Regions from separate parts of the Rattus norvegicus genome. Here region 2 is linked to region 1. Evidence: chromatin contacts called from public Hi-C data. All regions are on one chromosome and are shown on one strand. Each heading gives the region's core, a stretch centred on a gene start, on an enhancer-like site or on the middle of the called end of the contact. The rest is flanking DNA. Distances are from core to core; before and after follow the strand shown. Region 1 holds the start of Tmem178b (transmembrane protein 178B). Region 2 overlaps Tmem178b (transmembrane protein 178B).

What was found. A called contact is a pair of places that touch in the nucleus more often than the background predicts.
Region 2: a Hi-C map of frontal cortex shows a contact between it and region 1, with 1.6 times the contacts expected there. The contact joins the enhancer-like site here to the promoter of Tmem178b in region 1. A contact is called at or near these places in 3 of 12 Hi-C or Micro-C datasets (the A7r5 cell line, frontal cortex and prefrontal cortex) and 1 of 1 datasets of contacts at active chromatin or transcription factors (oligodendrocytes).

The regions. Positions count from the first base shown.
Region 1 is chr4:69,624,118-69,627,969 of GRCr8, reverse strand. It overlaps Tmem178b (transmembrane protein 178B), which reads right to left and starts at 1,782. Exons shown (of 4, transcript NM_001195277.2): 1 at 1,361-1,782. The coding sequence starts at 1,742.
Region 2 is chr4:69,973,558-69,977,409 of GRCr8, reverse strand. All of the region lies in intron 3 of Tmem178b (transmembrane protein 178B), which reads right to left. Among named protein-coding and RNA genes, the nearest start is that of Agk, 110 kb to the left of the region's middle. Within about 2 kb of position 1,664, at least 12 of the 93 cell types and tissues checked have an H3K27ac peak or open chromatin away from gene starts, as enhancers often do. A contact at or near this core is called in prefrontal cortex, where this site is marked.

The DNA.
Region 1 (3,852 bases), core at 533-3,032:
TGCCAAGATGGACACTCACTCTTTCTCCTTCGAACCACTCTCTTCCTCTCCTGGAACTGTGAAATGGTCTCCTGAACCGTACCCACTAACCAGCCTCACACAGTTGGTTATGGCTGCTGTCGTGCGTGCGTTGAGTTTTCAAATTAACAATTTCTTCTGAACGACCTCAACACTTTTTGTAAATCAGAGTACATCGGTTCTCTCAGAAATCATTTGAAAGCAGCAGTAAACTTCACGGCAAAACAAGACGTTGAGAGTCGCTTTACGTCTCGGCTTCAAAGCACATTTGCAAATATTAGCACAGTTGTCAGCTACTCACTAGTTGAAGGGAGTGTGACACATGAGAAGAGAAGCAAGGTCTAAAGCCTACACATCTTCCCAGAGTGCAGCCATCATAGAAGGGAATGCAGCTCCTCAGAGGGCGTTAAAGCATATCACATCAAACAGTATTTCAGTAGGCTGATGAGACAGACCGGTTGGTTTCTAGCATATAAATCATACAGGACTGAAAAATTACATCACAGAAGCAGACTTTTCAGTGCATCTGATCACATTCAAATATCAAGTGTTATTAGCAACTATCTGCTGGTTTTCTGTTTTATATGCCTTGAGTGTTTTATATAGATCTGAAAATGGTATTTTTTTCTCCCTTCTGACATACCCACTTTTGTGTTACTTTTTTTGTGCTTTTTAGACTGCTGGGTATTCACTGCCCACCGTCACTCTGATAACCACTGCTCCAGAAGAAGAAATAAAAGACTGTATTGAAATGCTACTGGATACCTGCTTTGGGCTCCTAAAAGGCAGGGGCTGTAATGTAAGGTGTTTATATGACCAGTCGCTACACCATGACTTCTACAGTGCCTTACTAACTGTTTCTGGCATGCATAGTGTCTCCTGCAAGAGACATCCCCCACCCCCAGTTTCCTTGATCAAATCAGTTCAACATCTAAAAACAGATATTAAAAATTCGGAGCCAGTTATCCCTGACACATCACCCTTAAAGGGTTTCCTCTAGAAACACAACATTGGAGATTCCCTTCCTTTCCAGAGGCTGATGAAGCATTATCCCAGCTTTAAAAAGCAAAACCTGGTGCCCCTGGAGAGTGCATGTGAATCTGGACCCATAGGAACAAGACAGCAGGTGAGCCAAAAGAGTGAAGCCTTTACCACAATCTATTACAGATACGGAGAGGCAAGTTGTGCCCACGCCAAGGCTCAGCCAGGCCTGGCTAACTGGACCACTCAGAAACCAGGAGATGCCATAGCCTGTGGCCACCAGGAGAGGCAAGGGGCTGCAGGGCCTACCTAGAGGCGCCTGGCTCTCTGCAGCGCCACGCCTCGAGCCTCTCGAGCTTACCTTTCCGTATGAGGGCGGCGATCTCCGGGTCGAAGCCCTGCCGGTGGCACTTCCTCCAGAGGCCCATGTTGGTGGAGTTGTATTGCCGGCTGCACTCATCCGCGGGGCTCATGGCGAACAGCTGCCGGCGATTCCGGGCCCGGAGGAGTTTGCCCTCCCAGCGGTCCAGGCGCGAACGGCTCGCGCGCAGAGGCAAGTTGTTGTTGTTGTTGTAAATGAAACCGGGGTCGACCCGGCGGGTGTTGAAGGCCTTGCACCTGTCCCTGTGCTTCCTGGCGTCCGTCTCGTACCAGTGGTCGGAGCAGATGGCCACAGCCAGCATGCCGAGGGCGCAGAGCGCTAGCGAAAGCCCGGTATAGAGCAGTAACCTTCCGGCAGCCATGCCTCCGCTTGGCGGCTACACCATGGGCATGATCCGCCGCAGCCTCGCCTTCCCTCCGCGCGCCCGGAACAAAGCGGCGGGCGGCCGAGCTGGGGGTGGGGACGGGAGGGGATCTGCGCCGCGGCGCCCCCCTCAGCCCCCACCTGCGGGTACGCGGCCGGGGGACTGCGGGAGTAGAAGCGAGCAGCCTAAAAAGTTCTGATCCGGAGAAGCTCCCGCAGGGTCCTGAGCATCCTCCGGGCAGGTGCAGCCTCCTCTTGTGGTGGCGAACTCAACACGGTCACTTCCCACCGTTCAGGGGGCAACAGTCCTAACCCTCCGTCCGCCTCGGCACGCCGCCCCGCAATCGCGAACTAAATACCAAGTGCCCTCGACCACAGCGGGGCTTGCTGGGGTTTCTCTGTGCAGCGTGCGGATCGGAGTGACTGTCCTGGCTTCCTGGGGATGATAGGGAGGAGGATCTGAGGACGCGACACTTCGACGAAGGACGGATCGCGCTCGCCGCCGGTTGCCCGGAGTGCAGCCTGGATCTCTGTCTCTGGGACTCTCCTCCCCTTTTCGGTCTGCAGCCGAAGGCCGGGAATGCGTGCCCAGAACTGTTCTTTTCCGCGTCGGGTCTTTTCAAAGCCTGGGTCCTCTGATCACCAGTAGGTCCTTGACTCCTGCCGACCCACCGGTGCTCTCAGAAGCGAGCTCCCCGCAGATGCACGGTTTCTACCAGCCTTTGCCCGCGAGCTCCCGGATGGCCTGCCTCTAGCCTCGCCATTCAGACAGCCCGGCTTTTGGACAGCGAGGACACCCGGGCGGCGTTACGCGACTCTTCAGGACCCGGGGTTTGCAAAGACTGGGCGGCAGCTGACCGGCGTTAAGGGCGGACTGCACAGAGGAGGGCGCACCCGGAGCGCTCCGAGCTCCTTCAATACCATGGACAGGTCGCTCAGGGGTAGCGAGCTGCCAGCCCAGCCGCCAGCCTCCCGGGTGTCATGGGCTCTCCCCAGCGCCTTCTTCTTCCTAGAGTATGTGCACCCGGCCCTCTCCAATATCCCTTCTGCTCCACTTCACCTGGCCTTCCGCAGCCCCGCGTGCGGAGATGCCCAGGTGCCGAGCAAATGCCGCGGGCTCGAAGAAAACCCGGAGCCCGGCTGCTCGAAGCAACCCGCCCCCTTCGCCACCTGAGCCCAAGCACTCCAGCACCGCTTGCTCTAACCAGCTGGGGTCAGCCGCTCTCAGATTGCACCATTTTCTTCTCAGCCCACCCAGGTGCCGAAACTCGGGATCCCTCGGCCTCGTGTGGAGGATCCCGTCCTGGCCTCAGCGTCCCACGATCCGGCTCCCCGCACTGGGGTGAATGGGGCGGGGAGTGGAGGGGTGGGGGGAGCCTGGGTGCCTCGTCTTCACCTCCCTACCTCAACAAGCTGCAGAGGCTTCCCGGCCTCTCAGGCTCAGCCGACGCCCGCGAGGAGCAAGAGCCCAGGCTGCGCCCCAGGGGCCCCAGAAATCGCATTGCCCGGGTGTAGGCGCCCGAGAAAGCCGCTGTCACTCGCTCGGCCTCCAGGCGCTGCAGCCTTGGCTAAAACCCACAGCCGAGAACACGGAGCGCGCAGCCAAAAGCTAGTGATGTCATCCGTGCAACGTGAGCCTCATCTCTTATTTTTCTAGCCTTCTTAAAGTTAAACCACACCATTTCCCAGGCACGAAATGTCTGAGCCTTGTTCTTTGGCCAGGCAAGTCAATGGTGTCTAAGTAGGTATGGGCTCCATCGCATCCATATTTATGCACATATACATATATGTAGCATGTTTACGTGTGTTATTATAAATGTGGGGTTGGTGCCTACGTCTCCCGTTTCTCTTTTGACCGTGGAAAATTCCCTTAAATTCGCCACAGTTATTTAAAGAAGAAAATGCTTACAGAACCATCTTTTACCGGTGCCGAGTGAACCCCTGCACCATTTCCGCCGCCGCTGGTGTCTCCTATTCCTTTGATCTTTGTTCCCCCACCCCCACCCCCGAAAGCTATAAGCACTACCTTGCTAGCTACTGGCGTTTCCACCTGGAACTGAGCAAAGAGCAGCTGTGAGCCAGCGCCCGATGACACCCCAACACACACA
Region 2 (3,852 bases), core at 415-2,914, 350 kb before region 1:
ACTAAGACACTGGGTATATGAAGAAGTTTGCCTTAGCAGTGGGCTCCATCCAGAATACAAAAAGGAACTAGCCTTAAGAGAAACGCTGAGAAGAGTTACACAGTTTGATTCAGGGGCCTTTTCAAAATCTTACTTTGAGCTCATTTTTCTCAATTATAAAGTGACTGAGGGAAAAGTTAAAATGAATTTAGGGATTTACATACTATTAAATAGATGTCTCAAGTCCCCTTGCTTGATGTCCCTGCTACTCCCAACCACTTATCTACAGTGAAAGGTTTCAGATATCCTAATATCTGTATTCCCTACAAAATTATCTTAGTTCTTCTGTACCTTGTTTCAACCACTAAACAGGTTTTTATCAGCATTCAATGCTCTACCTAAATCTGTGTGTGTCTCTGTCTCTCTGTCTCTCTGTCTCTCTGTCTCTCTGTCTCTCTGTCTCTGTCTCTGTGTGTGTGTATGTGTAAATGCACATACATGTGCACATGCATGTGGAGGCCATAAGTTGATGTAGGGTATCTTCCTCAACCACATTCCATCTCTGTTTTTGACCCAGAGTCTCGCCAAACCTATAGCTTACAGAATAGCTAGACTGGCTGGCCCATAGCTCCCTGTCTCTGCTTTCTAAGGATGACAGTCATAGACGTATGCTGCCACACCGGGAATTCATCTGGTTGGTGGAGATCCAAACTCAGGTCCTCATGATTGGTGGGCAAGAGGCATTTTATAGACTGAGATCTTCAAGACCCATGAAATCTTTACTAGAAAATAGCTTTTTACACTGTAAGTGCCAAATTTAACATGCTTCCCCTGATGAGTATTTGTGCTGCTTCAAGGTTTCCAAGATTACCAAGAGTGTTGGAGTAAACATGCAAGGTGAGGTGTGTAGAAATGCTGGCACAGAGAATGTGACCGTGGATTCTTTTGGAATATTGAGGGAGCCTTAATTGTTACCTATACTTATTTATTAAATGATGACAACTGCTTAATTTCCTAATTTTTTTTTTTTGGTTCTTTTTTTTCGGAGCTGGGGACCGAACCCAGGGCCTTGCGCTTCCTAGGCAAGCGCTCTACCACTGAGCTAAATCCCCAACCCCAATTTCCTAATTTTTAATAGCACATTCTCCTTTACTTTTTCTTTTGGCTCTTTCTCACACCATTCTGTGTGCAGTCAGTGATAAATTCAACCTCAGTTACTGTGAGTTCTGTATTTCTTGGGGTTATACACAAATGTGTACCCATATGTATATGCACAAGTATATATGCAATGAATATATTAATAGCACATACTATATTGATCATTAATATGTTAATACATACAGTGAATTAATTTTCTATTCATGAAGTAATTCTATGTGGAATTAAACTATTTAATCTGAAGGTCTCAAGCATTTGACAAATATTTGATTTGGGCAGTCAGCCTCACACTATTTGACTGAAGAAAGCACTGAAGAAAATCCATTCTATTTTCTTCTACCACACTCATTTGAGAACACAAGCACTACGAATGAAGCAAACGCTGGCCCGGTCTGCTTGCCCACCTGATCTTGGACGTATCATACATTGTGAAGGAAGCTCTGGTATGAGCATTCACAGAGTGGGAAGAGTAGTTCTGGAAAGGAAGCGAGTTAAGAGTGTAGCGACACATAATTTTCCACATGAATCTTTGCAGCGTCTTATCCATCTGGGCCTTGTTTTAGAGCTGAGAATTCGTGGGATCCAACTGGCTTCTCAAGTGAGCGGAGTGGCAGCTACAGCTGTGCAGAAAGGAACATTCTCAAACTGTGATTAGGGAGCTTCCACAAGGAGAGCCACTTAGAGCATGCCGTCTTCCTGCCTGCTTCTCCTCTCTCTTCACTCTGATATCAGTGGTCCATCCAGCTAACCAGGAGTCTTGGGACAGAGGGCAATCCCTACCTGAGTTTCTTAAGGGGAACAATCCTTGAAATGACAGCTCCCTGAAGATCTTTCATGTCACTGCGACCTCCTACTTGTTCTGGTCCTTCATCTTAAGTATCATCAAGACTTTTGCAGAGAAAGTCACATGGTACCCCAGTTATCATGAAGTATATGAAGCTGTATCACTCTATGTAAAGTCATGTTTGGCAGTCACATGGCTCTCCTGGTCCAGGAGTATGCTGGGTCAACCTGTGCCAGCTTCCTGATAGGACTCCAACAGGAACAAGGGTGTGGTTTAGTGGAGTGAGTTCTCCACTAAGAATCAGAAAACCTGGGTGCTGGCTCCAACCCTTCCCATAAAATGAGACAGTCACGTCACCTCTCTGGGTTATATTACCCTCAACCACAGGGGTAGGGCCAAGTCTTAAGGGCATTTCTACCTCTGTGTCCCTATAACTCTAGGCACGGGGCTAAGGAGGGGCTATTCTTTGACTTGCTCTAGGTCTGGCTATCACTAATTCTGTCCAGCATGAATTGCCTGGAGAGATAACCCTCTTTTCACCCCCTGGAATGCCCAGAAGGGATGGTGGACAAGATCAGTAGATGTCATTATTTGATATCCATGTGCACATGAGGCTCAGCTCCAAATTGCCTTGATTTGAAACGTGGAAGGAGAGAGCCCAGCTGCTTAAGTGTCTGGAAGAAATTGGTTCCTGAAAGAAAACTCTTTGGCTTTTGTCCTATCTGATCCAAGCCAATGCCACGTTAATTAGTACAGGAAGAGGCCGGGTGGTGGCCAGAAGATCAGCCAAGCCTGCCACCTGGTTTGCTTTATGTTTCCATCTGCCTAGCACACACAAGTTGGCCTTGGCCTTTCTCTGGGAGGAAATCTATATCCAAGTGATGTTTTCTTTACATCTCCACTGTTATTTACTGAATATAAATATAGCTGCTTATGGATATATGTAAATTTATATAATACATACATGTACACACACACATATATATATTTGATTGGCACTATTTTGTATAAATATTTAAAAAAATATTAGCCTCTAAAATTCTCCAAGAAACTGTAAGATTTATCGGAGGACACTGAGGCACAAAGAGGTTCCATAAATTGTCCAAGATTACATCACTAAAGGTAGGAGGATAAGGATTCAAACCAGTGCTTAAGCCATATGCTATATTGTCTCTCACCACAGCTACTTTGTGTTCATGCGTTCTGCCTGTTCAGACGGAGCAGAGAAACTCTTTTCCCTTAAGAGTCCACATCCCCAGTGATATTTGAACCAAATTTGTCAACTAGCTGCTGAGAGCAGAACAAGACCCGTCTTTATCACATGTGACCCAAAGAGATCTAGGATGCCTTTTAGACATGGAGTCTAATTAATAACACTTCTTTACTGGCTTCTTCACAGATCTAAGGAACCCATCATGACGTCTCTCACTACCCGAGTCTGGTGGAATGATGACTCCCAGTGGGAGGGAGGAAGATGCTCAGAAGAGAAAGGTCCAGAGGCTAAGGGCAACTTTCATTGTAGCTTCTCAGCAGGCCAGAAACTAAATCCAGTAGCAATGGATGAGAACCCCCAGAAGCCTAGAGTGCCTCAGCACCCAGAGGGGACTCCTCCCTCAATCATGCTAGCTAGAAATAGGCCTCTACCTGGTCTCTTTATTCTACTTGCCTCTCAAGTCTCTGAGGGATGATATTTATTCACGCCTCTTCATTATCTATCCCTGTTCTACCTTCAAACTGTAATGAGTGGAGACGACACAGAAGAGAGGTGGGCTGCCAGCTCAGAGTCCCATACTAGCTCTATTATGGAGAAAGCTGTAGAACTGTGGGCAACTGCAGCTAAACTCTGGCTTCCATTTTAGAATGATTTGTCTCGGAGGACATTTGTATCTACAGGTATCATCTAGAACTGTTGAGTCATAGTCAGGCCAGAA